Linked DNA regions of Mus musculus: regions 1 and 3 are each linked to region 2. A link is a contact called in public HiChIP or PLAC-seq and promoter capture Hi-C data. All regions are on one chromosome and are shown on one strand. Each heading gives the region's core, a stretch centred on a gene start, on an enhancer-like site or on the middle of the called end of the contact. The rest is flanking DNA. Distances are from core to core; before and after follow the strand shown. Region 1 has its middle 9.8 kb from the start of Gm41402. Region 2 holds the start of Galnt6 (polypeptide N-acetylgalactosaminyltransferase 6). Region 3 has its middle 9.8 kb from the start of Acvr1b.

Region 1 (3,759 bases), core at 605-3,104, 360 kb before region 2:
GTTCTGCACCCAGCCCTGGGGCCTGCCTGCTTCCGGGACAGGGGATGGCTCTTGGGTACTCTTTCCTGTTGCGGAGCACAGAAGTCCTGAGGAGTAGAAGTTTTCAGATGAGAGTTTTTGGTTTCCTGCTGGGCCAATATTGGATGGGCTTAGATATGATGGAACAGAAAGGCAGAGGCAGGCAGCTCTCTATAAGTCTACACAGTGAGTTCTAGGCCAGCTAGAGTTACGGCCCCGGAGCTTTGCAGAGGTTTCTCCGCAGTGCCTGAGGGACTCTCTGTCATTCCAGCAGGCTTAGCCTTCCCGCGGTGTCCCACTTCATGCCCCAGGTACAGGAAGAGCTGAAAGGAAAGAGGTCTGTGAGCAGGTGCTTTGCTTCCAGAATCTCGAGGAAACAAGAGGGCATGGGTCCCTCCTAGCAGATATCCTGGCGCTTTTTTCTCTCCTAACACCCTTTGGTGTTCGTTCACGCTGGGAGTCTCAGTAAAGCCCAGAGGCCTAGGACACTCCTGTTCCTGAGCAGATCCACAAGCTTTGGGTCTCTGCTAACATTGCTTCTGCTGGACTCTATAGCCCTGTGACTACAGTGTGGGTGTGTGCATGAGTGTACTCTGCTTTCCAGCATCCTACCCCTCACCCCTCCCTCCAACTCCCCACCCCCCACCCCACCTCACTCCTTGGACCCCGGCTTTAGAACTTCTAGGCCTCCTGCTCAGTATCAGAAGCTGGAGGGCTGCATTCCTGGGCTAAGGGCAGGAGGAGGAGCCCTCCTTCCTTTCAGCACACACTCATCCTGCAGTGCAGATGCTCTGCCTTTGAGCCCTGACGTCAGCCAGTGCCTGGACAGTGCGTGGCACCTGGAGGCTCAGCTAAGGAGGAAAGCTCTGGGAGTTTGCCTGTTGGCTTTTGAGACAGGGTCTTAAAGCCCAGGTTGGCCTGGAACGCTGGGATCCAGATACTGTTCATTCCGGCTCCAGGCTGGACAACCCTCTGCTTTTTTGTTCGTTTCTTAAGGATTTATTTTACTTTTAATTCCCCTCTCTCCCTCTTTCTGTTCTCTCTCTCTCTCTCTCTCTCTCTCTCTCTCTCTCTCTCTCTCTCTCTCTCTCTCTCTCTTATCATCCATCCCCTGGAACTGGAGTACAGGTAACTGTGTGACCCAACCCACTAGGGTATTGGGAACCAAATTTAAGGTCTTCTGCAAGAGCGGTCAGTATTTGCTCTTAACCACCCAGCCATCTCTCTAGTCCCTGGACAAGCGTCTGTATCTGGAGCTAGTTCATTCCTAGATGGAACTGAAGGAACCCAAGGTCCCAGCACTCTTCATAGTTTGGAGAGGGGGTCTCCCTGAGGCGAGGTGACCAAGCACGCACGCAAAGACCACAGAGCAGGTTCTGGGGGCCTGCTTGACTTATCTCTACACTCCCGTAAGGCGTCTTGGTCTCAGAGTCCTTCAGAGATGGCTCTGAGGCTTCCGGAGAGGAATCTGCCGGCTGGAACAGACTGGAAACCAGGCTGCAGTTGCAGGCAGGTAAACCAGTGTGGGCGCATCTGCCCTAGAAGTAGGCTGCAGCTCCAGGTAGTCCCTCTTCATCCAACCCATCCCCCCCGAGCCTGGTTTCGGGAAGCTCTCCCAATGAATATTTAATAGCTAGTGCTGGGCCTGATTGAATTTTAATGTGGGCGACCCGAGCCCTGGAGCCCAAGTCCAGGCAATTAGTCAGGAGCCATTAACGATGACTGAGCTGATTTATCGGCCAGACAAGGCCGGGGCTGGGGGTGGTTGGGTAGGGAAGCTCAGGCCTTCAACGGCCCAGGATTGGGCCACAAGGTCTTCGGTACCAGCCAATCCCCACAGACATCTCGGCCTGCTTTGCATTTCATCTGCATAGCATCTCCAGAGGGTAGGCCTCGCTGGCGTCCTGTGGGGGAGGCGGCGGGTGGCTGGGGCTAGACCCAATCTGGGTCATTCCCTGATCTGCCGATTGTGGCCACTCGGGAAAAACTAAAATGAAACAAACACAAAACACTATTACACATGGGACTCCATCCAACCATCCCGCGGTTCCGGGGACCTCCTCTCTACCCTAGTTGGATCTAAGTAGGAGAAAATTACAAAAATGATGCTGGTCTAGGGCCAGCCAGGACCTGAGCAGAGCTGAAATCCCTGTCTCAACAAAGGAAAGGACTCTGCTCGTAAAAGGCTCTGTGTTGAACCCTCATTCCCGTTCCAGGCACTGGCTTCCCTCCTTTCTGCCTCCGCCCGCCCTCCGCTTCTGCACTGCTGGGGGATGGGAGTGTGGGTTTCAGGGTGCTCCGCAGTGCTCAGAAAGCCAGGGATGAAGGCACCGAGCTCTTGGAAGAGAAGGCCCTCCTCCCTTTTCGTACCCTCCTCCTCTATCCCTCATCCCCCTCGACCTGGGTGAATGAGCTGGGATTCAGCCTGGAGTGCTCTATTGAACTATGCCCGACCTCTTAAAGCGTAGGTCAAGGATTTAGCTGGCCTGTCTGCTGCCACTCTGGCAGGTGGCCTCCTCCTCACTCCCCCAACCCCCATCAAGGCCGTCTGCAATGAGTGGGCATGTGGTGAGAGAGGGTAGCCTTTCCTTCGTGAGGCCAGTAGCCTTATGGTGCAGGTCTCATCTGAACTGGGCTGGGAGAGCCTGAAATCCAACTGTGAAGGGAATGTGGAGTTGAGAGGTCACCCAGACCTTGGCAGTCAGGGAAAGCTTCCTGGAAGAAGTAGGGCAGAGTAGGTACTGGAAGGAAGGGAGGGACAAGGAGAGGAAATCCTCTGCAGTCACTCTACCGCCACAAACAGGATACAGCAAGGGGAAGCTCAGAAAACCTGCTGCAGCAGATCAGCATGAGGCTGCTGCAAAGGCAGAGGAGGATCTTACCCCGTTTGATGAGCACCTACTGTGTGCCAGGCATGACACTAGACAGTTGGGTTCATTGATTCATGCGAACCTGTCCAACCCGCGTTGCCCCACACATTGGGGTGGCCTTGCAACCCCAAGAGGTGCCTAGGGAAGACAAGGGCGGCCACAGGATGGGGAGGCCATACCTGGCTCTACCCTCTGGTCCATAGTATCTGTAATTCTGAAACTCCTGAGGGCTGAGGGACAAGTGCCTGGCTGTCCACCCTTACCTCTGGTGACCGAGTTGAGTCAAGTTGACCTGTGAGCAACAGAGCTGATGAGCTTCTGTTCCTGCCCTCGCCTGTGGAGGCTTCACATCTCAACTTTCCTCCTTCAGGTTGGGTCTGGTGGCCGAGGCCTGGCAAGCCTGTTCAGGATCGCTGAAATGTTTCTAGCTCTTAGAGATGCTTCCAGAGGAACTGGTCGCAGAGACCCAGATACAAGAGTCCTCCTCACACTGGATCTGGAAAGCCTCGGTCCCAGGCTCGCCTCCTTGCCTACCCTGCAGCATCTCCCATGGCTCGGAACTCACAGAGATTCACCTGCCTTTGCCTCACAAGGCATCTCAAGTGCTAGCTAGCGTTAAAGGCTCATGCCACCAAGACCTAACTTCTTAAAAATGGTTTATTGAGTGAATTTGTCACCAAACAAGAAGACCTGGGCAGAGGCTGCTGCCTAACTCAGGGGCTTACAGTGTTGCCATGAACCTGCCAAGAGCCTTTGTTTGTTTCTTGTGTTCTTGTGTGAGGTGGTGAGGCGTTAGAGCAGCTACTCAGGAGGCTGAGACAGGAGGACTCATATTAGCTTTCTCCCTGCCCCCTTCATTGTTTTCTTAAAA
Region 2 (3,887 bases), core at 319-2,818:
TTTTTGGAGGCAGAGTATCGATATTCATCTCAAGCTTCCTTTCACTGTGTTGTCTGCAGCCACAGATCCTCCTGCATCCTCCTGCTTCCGAAATGCTGGGATCAATGTCTACCAGAAAGCATCCGAACTTGGGGATCATGGTACATCACTTCTGTAATCTCAGAGCTGCAGACGCCGAGGCCAGAGGATCAGGAGCACAAGGCCATCCTCGAGTCTATGGAGAATTTTGGTTTCTTTTAAAACCCAGTTATGTTGTGGGAATGAGTGTGTGTGTGTGTGTTGTGTGTGTGTCTATACCTATCTATCTTGCCCCAGAGAACCAGAACCCCTAATCATCAAGAAGTAGTCTATATACACCCCCTTTCTCCTCTAACTTCTTTCTCTCCAACCTACTGTTGGGGTTTGTAATAAAAGTCGGGAGGTAGACGTATAAGAACCTAATAAAGTAGTTTTTTTTTTTTTTAAAAAAGCCAAAACTCAACTATATTATGTAGGGAGTTCAAGACTACCTTTGTCCACTTGAGACTCTTTCTCAGAAAACACACATGAGGGCTGGAGAGATGGTTTGTTGGTGAAGAGCAATTGCTGCTCACTGCTGTATAGCTCGGGGTTCAGGTCCCATCACCCCTGTAAAGCCAGGCATCTGCCTCTAACCAGCTCTGAGGGATTACACCTCTGGCTGTGTGCTAGGAGGGCCACATGCATATAAATGAGTAAATAAAACCCTTCTTTAAAACCACACGAAAAGAAAGTTTCCAAATCACCAGGAATTCAGAACTAGGATAAGAAAATTACGTCAGGATGGTAGGCTCAGAACCCATGAGCAGCCACTGTCTAGGTGGCAGGACGACTCAGAATCAGACGCGAGTTTAAGTAATTTTTGTTATTTATATATTTATTTGTATTTATTGAGACGCGATCTCCTATGTAGCTCAGGTTGGCCTGGAACTCAAGATCTCCCTGCCTCCGCCTTCCGGAGCTAGGTTTTAGGATTGTGCCAAACCTAAATCTGCATTTCTAACCACCTCGAAGGTGTTCTGCGTGTCCGGACCGCATTTCTGAACCTCACTCGGCAACCTCCCACTGACCCTACCCTTGGATAGCAGGAGTTAGGTACTGAGGCTGGGATTTGGCTGGGTGAGGCCGGGCACTTGCCAGTTGGCAGTTAGATGGGAGGGGAAGTTATCTGTTCACAACCTCAGACGCCTGGGACAGAGCCTCGGGGCTCGCTGCCGCCCAGCCCGCCCTGAGAGCTGCTGGCCTCGGGCTCTGAGGTCCGCAGCCCCTCCGCCACCGAGCCAGCACGTTGCACACCGTGGCTTGCTGCTCTCGCCCTGCGGAGCAGGTGGCTTGGAGTGGCGATGGCCTGGGATGCGGGTGGCCTTGGGTGGCGGTGACATGGGGTGGCGGTGCCCTGGGGTGGAGCTGCCCGCGATGCAGTCTGGCCTCGGACCGTGCACCCAACGTGAGCGGCCTCGCATGCCGGGGTTGGGAGCGGAGTCACAGCACCTGCCCGAGCGGGGCGGGGCGTCATCCTCGACAGGACCCGCCCTGGACCCGCCCTCCCGGTCGCCCCGTCGGGAAACCCACGAGCAGCTCGGCGGCAGCGGCAGCGGCAGCGGCTTTGCCTCGGCGCGGTAGGTAAGCAGCAACGGGTCGCGACCCCATGGTGCCCTCGGACCTGGCAGCCCCGTGCTCCTCCGGGACTCCCTCCCAGCCGTCCCCTCCCCCACCCCCCTCAGTGAGATGAAGGGGCTGAGCCAGACTCATCCCCCATGCCTTCGCTTTTTGCCCCGCGCGGTGCCATCTAGCGTCTCTCGCGGTGAGACCCCTTCACCTCTGCGGTTAAGAAGCTGAGGGGCGAACTGGGAGCCCCGGAATCCCTCTTCTCCTCGCTCTCGCCCCGGTGCCTACTGTGTGCCTCCCCCGATTTGACCACCTCGTGTGCTCAAGCGTTGGGACTCCTTCCTGCCATACCCTGAACAGAAGGGACAAACCAGGAGAAGCCTCATTGGTGGGGGGTGGGGGGCCCCTCAGAGTCCTTTCCTGATTGATCTCCCCTTGGATGCTTAGCGCTTTGGAGGAGTGGGGGACGGAGTTCTGTGGTATTGTGTAGAGTGTATGACTGTGACTGTCACCACCAACTTCCTGATTCTCCCTCCCTCGTGATGACAGAAAGGAGAATCCTCCTGCTACTTGCCCAAAAGCCAGTCATCTAGAGACTCCAGACCACTGCAGAGGGCTCGCCTGATTTTGTGGACACTGCTGGCGATTGCTTGTCTCAAAGCACAAAAAGGAACCCGGCCGGGTCTTGAGCCGTAATCGCCACAGTGGTTCCAGGGAGAGCTGTAAGGTTGCACTCTGAGCTCATCCCTACAATGACTGAGGTTAATGACAGACACACCAAAGAGCCTCCAGGGCTACCTTCGCTTCACCACAGGTGTGTGTGTGTGTGTGTGTGTATTACATAGGCCGGGCTCTCCTGACAGGACAGCTGTTTCCCTGCTTGGCAGAGAAAAGCTAAGAAGGATGAGATAGGCAAATTCATATGATGACTAGATCAAGGTTTTGAAATACTCTTCATTCAGATTGTCCAAGGGCAGCCTGCATCATCGCAGGCTCCGTGTCCTCATGGACGCCCTGTGCTTTAAAGAACCCAGAGGTGGGGATACCAGGACCCCACAGCAATCGAAACTCTGAAAGAGACTGGGTACTGAGTAATTACTACCCACAGCTGGCACTGCCTCCAGCATACACAAGAGCCCAGCGAAAGGGAGGCCCCCTGGGTGTCAGGTGCCCTCTGAGATCAGAACTGTCTTCGTCCACGTTCAACTGGGAGAAACCCAGACCCGAGATCTAACCATAGGCTGAGTCCTGTTTGCACTGCCTAGAACAGAAGTCGGGTTTGGGAGGGGCCCTGTCCTCAGCTGTTCGTAGGGAAGGCTGTGGTGTATATAATGAAGGCTACAGGTGGCTGACTCAGCTCTGCCACTAATGTAGCTGCAGAACCTTGGCCACATCGCCACGTAAACATTCCAGGGCGGGGCGGGGAGCAAATGAGAAGGTGCAAGGGCTTTAGGGACCAACTGAACATAAGATGTGTCGTGGCTTTGGACGGACAACCCTGAGTGTGAGTTTAGCCTCTGGTCTTGCCTAGCTGTGTGCATAAGGCTCTGGTTCCAGTCTCCAGCACTGGATAAACTGGGCATGGTGGCCCGTGTCTGTAATGCCAGCATTTAAGAGGTGGAAGCAGGAAAACCCAAGGTTCAAGCTCATCCTTGGCTACGTGTTGAGTTTGAAGCCAGCCTGGACTATAAGACTCTGTCTCAATGCAAAAGTCAAGACCAAAGAAAACAAAATATAACTTGGGTGAGACTTTGGTTTGATTTTTTATTCCATCTTTGTGCTTTGAGACAGGTTCTCTCTTCATAGCCCAGATTGGCCTAGAACTCACTGTGTAGACCAGGCTGGACTAGATGGAACTCACTGTGTAGACCAGGCTGGACTAGGTGGAACTCACTGTGTAGACCAGGCTGAGTTCCTGCTCACAGAGATCTTCCTGCTTCTGCTCATCATCGCCCCATCCCCCACCCCCTAAGTGCTGAGACTAAAGGAGTGTGTCACCACTACAGCTCAGCTACTCAGGAGGTTGAGGCAAGGTTGCTTGAGCCCAGGTGTCTAGGGTGAGCCTGGGTGACAAGAGTGCAGCGGATCATAGTCTGAGTCCTTGGAGCCAATGCCTTCTTTTTCTTGAAAAACCGAAGGTAAGGTAGCATTGCCCTAAACATTCCCCGGGTCTGACGGACGTATCCCATCATCTCCAGCTCCAGAAGTGAGGCTGAGTACCCCAGTAAGTGTTCAGGACCAGAGGAACCCAGTAATGGCTG
Region 3 (3,717 bases), core at 406-2,905, 440 kb before region 2:
CCCTCAGGAAGGAGCTGAGCGTGGCGTTCCTGAAGAACACCCTCCCAGGCTCTCCTTTCTCTCTCTCCCTGCCCCAGAGGCTACCTCAGGACTTTTGAGGACGGTTTTCTTTCTTCAACTCTCACACTGACCTGGTTCCACCCCAGTGCTTCCTGGGTAAACAGGCCCTGTGCCCTCAGCCCGGTGGTGATTCATACTTGCGTTTCCACCTGAGCATGCCCACTGGCCAAACAGGATTGCTCTCCTGGTCATTCTCCTGCTGTGGAGGACCTCACAGTTCCTTCCTGTCAGCCTGATGCCCTTGTTCTGCATGCTGGAACGTCACAGTACTGTGGGACTGCTGGTGCTATAACGCCTTCATCTCCCGACCACGCTTCCCCAGTGCTCTGGCTGTACTTCCGCATGCCCGTGTCCCTGGAGATCATTCTGCACTTTTTCAGCTGTCTTCTCCAGAACATACAGGCATCTTTGTTGAGTGGAGTCATGAAGTTCTAAATCTGAAAGGGAACTTTAAGTTATTTTGTCTGGTCCTGTTATTTCATTTTTATTATTGTTGTTATGATTGCTCTTTCGAGATTTCTCTGTGTAGCCCTGGAACGCCCTATGTAGAACAGGCTGGCTTTGAACTCGGGAATCTGCCTGCTGCCTCCCGAGTGCTGGAACTAAAGGCATGTGCCATCATGCCCAGCTTTGATTCTGTTATTTTAGAGTAGAGAAACCGAGGCTCAGCAGAGACAGGTGTCTTGTTCGAGGACACTGCCCAGACTGGTAGTTAATAACTCTATATGATGAGAACTTAGGACTCATGCAGACAGACCCCTTACACCTAAAGATGGTGTCCAGAGACTGGACACTAGCTTGCCTAGGAAGATTTACCAAATTGTGTTCACAACCATTTAGTAGTAACACCACTCTCCTTACCATACAGGAGAGGAACTGAGCCCCAGCCCAAGGTCATTCAGGGAATACCCAGTCTGACAGTTCCTCTGTTATCCTGGTTTCTCTTCCCTGTCCTTTCATATCCTTAAGACCCCTGGTATAAAGTCTCCCTCCTACCTGCTGGTCTATCATGCTCAATAGCAATTCCTGCTTTTCCAAGGGGTGGGAGGAGGGGGGCACAACGGTGGGGTGGGGAGGGGAGACAAGGGTAGGAGTTGGGCAGGGGTGGGGAGGCAGGAGTGGGGGTTAAGGGGGAAGGGTCAGGGGGTGGGGGTGAGGTAGGCAGAGGGGGTGGGGGAGAAGCAGGGGTGGAGGGTAAGGGGGCAGGAGCAGGGACAGGGGAGGGGCAAAGGTGAGAGGCGGGGGCGGGGGTTAAGGGGGCAGGAGAGGGGACAAGGGTGAGGGGCAGGAGTTGGGGGTAGTTGGGGGGAAGGTGTAATATGGTCAGGCTTCTGGCTACCGCTGATGATACCAGGGCTGGCTATCTGGTCCCAGGAAAAGCAACATAGAGACTAGCTGAGCTACTGAAGGGCTCTCTTGTATTGAACTAAAAAGGCAAGAAAAGCCAGTGACTTAGCTAGCCTGTGGCAGGTGCCCGGAAGTGGCAGTGAGCCAGTCTGAGCTGGGAAAGAATCGTGGAACAAAGGCTCAAGGTGAAGGAGACAAGAAAGGGAGGCTGGCTGGAGTGTGCTCATGGGTGTGTCTGTGTATACACCCCTCCGACCTCACCCCACAGTCAGGTGGTATCCAGGCTTGTCCTCAGATCCATGAGACCTGTCTGGCAGTATTTTCCCGGGTGAAGTCCTCCGAGATTTCCACCTGTCTCTTCACTCAAATGTCTTTGTCCTTGAAGCCTAGGACCCAGCAAACACACCAGCTCCGGACTGACTCCTCCTCCAAGAAGCCTTCCCCTCCTCTGCATGCTGTCTGCCTTTTCTGGAATCACTCAGGGCCTGACCATGGCAGATGTCACTCAATTCCTGTTGGTGGGAGAATCCTCCAGCCCTGTGTCACCGCTTATCAAGTTCGCCATTTGGAGCCATTTGCCTCACCACTGCTGTTTTGTGTTCTAGCAATCTGTGGGTAGGCTACCGTTTCTTTATCCTGGAGTGCATACTGAAGTCTGTGAGACAAAGGGCCTTGGCCTAGGTCCTGGGAATGAGTAAGCTTGTAGTTCTCCCCCTCAGGCAGTTCACGGTCCAGGAGGGGAGGCTATGTTCCTCTGACCAAACTCTGGCATTGGGATCCCAGCTACATACTTGGATACACAACATGACCACTGGGCCTGTGGTGTTGACACACGCACAGACAAAGGTTCACCCCTGTTCTCTCTTGTTCCGTGTCCCCTTCCCCACCAGGGTCCATTCCTCACTCTCCTTTCTTTCTAAACTTCATTTTTGTGGGGTGAGAGAGAGAGAGAGAGAGAGAGAGAGAGTGAATGAGAAACAGGGAGAGTAAGAAGGGAGAGACAGAGAGAGAGCATGAGGCAGTTACTTTATACTATTTTAGGACCCCTTTACTTTTCAAAAACCTGGTGGAGAATCCTGCCAAAGCCCCCGGGTGGGGGTGAGGAGGCTAGCCAATCTAACCCCGGGGCAGGCTGGGTGTCTGGGAGGCCAGGTTTTACAACTGTCAGCTGCATAGCCCAGGCTCAAATTGCTTTGCACCCTTGACTGCAGCTTCTTCCGTGGGCCCATCAGACCCAACCCCACCCACCCGGTCCAATCTAACATTCTAACAGGCCCCCCTCCTCTCCAGCATGCTCAGCCGTCATCATTCCTCCCCACCAGCCGCTTAAGGACTGCACACCAGGCACCATGTAAAATTGTTGTGTTTCTGGAAACACACCACACGCCGAGAAGCCTTGAAATTCTTCTTGGAACGGGTCCAGGGGTTTATTTATGAAATTCCCAGGGGGTGGGAGAGACAGAAGTCTGGACTTCGCAGACTGAGTGCTGCTCCGCCGTCATCTCGCCCGCATGCATACCCGCCGCCACTCCAGCCAGCTCTTACTATAGGCCCAGCTCAGGCTGTGCTGGGCTGCCAGAAAGCTAGCTCAGGAGCCCGGGACTCAGGAGAGCGAGGGGAGAAAGCAGCTAGTTGGCCATAGTCCCACACATCGACATCCCTCCCTCCTTTCTGCCAGCCCCCACCTCCCTCCCCATCTACAGTCCTTTCCCACCTCCTCCACTTAGGGGATCCTTGCTGCCCTAGGGATTCAAGCTGAAAGCTAGTTTCTACCAAAGTGGCAAGTTTGCAGGGCTGTCCTGTATGCTGGACGCTCTTTGACTCTTCGTAGTTTTTGATCTGAGGCATGCGTGGTAGAGGATGCCAAAGGTTTGGAGAAAGTTTAGGAGGTCCAAGCCTCTTCTGATGCTAAAGGGTTGTCTCAAGGACATAGATGAATGGTTAGACCTGCTCCCAGCTAAATGTGCTGGAACTTCCTGCTGCTAAAGGCCTTTGCAGCACTGCCCTGCTTCTCTGGCCACTAACTGAGAGGGTTCTTAGTGGAACTGGAGGGTTGTGACCTTAGCGGTGTCTTTAGATCACCAGGCATGTAGTTTCCGAGTAGACGGCTTGTCTAGTGTGCAAGAGGCTTCTATTCCCTCCCTAGGAGGCAAACAAAACATACACACTTGTTTAAGTTTCTTGCCTTCAGTGATGCCAGTGGTTGAACCCCATGCAGTGACCATCTTCCACAGATGTCACGATCCTACTTCACAACTGGCTTCACTAATCTACTAGAGACTCCATCGACAGTTGCCAAGATCGCTGTGC

The links. Promoter capture Hi-C pulls out the DNA fragments that hold promoters and counts their contacts. HiChIP or PLAC-seq counts read pairs in DNA pulled down with a chosen protein or histone mark.
Region 1: an H3K27ac HiChIP or PLAC-seq map of epiblast stem cells shows a contact between it and region 2, with 2.6 times the contacts expected there. The contact joins the enhancer-like site here to the promoter of Galnt6 in region 2. A contact is called at or near these places in 3 of 39 promoter capture datasets (the C10 cell line, hippocampal neurons and neural stem cells), 1 of 15 datasets of contacts at CTCF or cohesin (the NIH/3T3 cell line) and 4 of 115 datasets of contacts at active chromatin or transcription factors (bone marrow-derived macrophages, embryonic basal ganglia and epiblast stem cells).
Region 3: a contact with region 2 is called in a promoter capture Hi-C map of embryonic stem cells, with 3 times the contacts expected there. The contact joins the enhancer-like site here to the promoter of Galnt6 in region 2. A contact is called at or near these places in 6 of 39 promoter capture datasets (the 3T3-L1 cell line, embryonic stem cells, hippocampal neurons and 1 more).

The regions. Positions count from the first base shown.
Region 1 is chr15:101,091,281-101,095,039 of GRCm38.p6, reverse strand. No RefSeq gene overlaps it. Among named protein-coding and RNA genes, the nearest start is that of Gm41402, 9.8 kb to the left of the region's middle. Within about 2 kb of position 1,854, at least 116 of the 459 cell types and tissues checked have an H3K27ac peak or open chromatin away from gene starts, as enhancers often do. A contact at or near this core is called in embryonic basal ganglia and epiblast stem cells, where this site is marked.
Region 2 is chr15:100,727,057-100,730,943 of GRCm38.p6, reverse strand. It overlaps Galnt6 (polypeptide N-acetylgalactosaminyltransferase 6), which reads left to right and starts at 1,568. Exons shown (of 12, transcript NM_001161767.1): 1 at 1,568-1,641. I730030J21Rik (RIKEN cDNA I730030J21 gene) reads left to right here. Exons shown (of 3, transcript NR_045782.1): 3 at 60-439.
Region 3 is chr15:101,162,394-101,166,110 of GRCm38.p6, reverse strand. No RefSeq gene overlaps it. Among named protein-coding and RNA genes, the nearest start is that of Acvr1b, 9.8 kb to the left of the region's middle. Within about 2 kb of position 1,655, at least 116 of the 459 cell types and tissues checked have an H3K27ac peak or open chromatin away from gene starts, as enhancers often do. A contact at or near this core is called in embryonic stem cells, where this site is marked.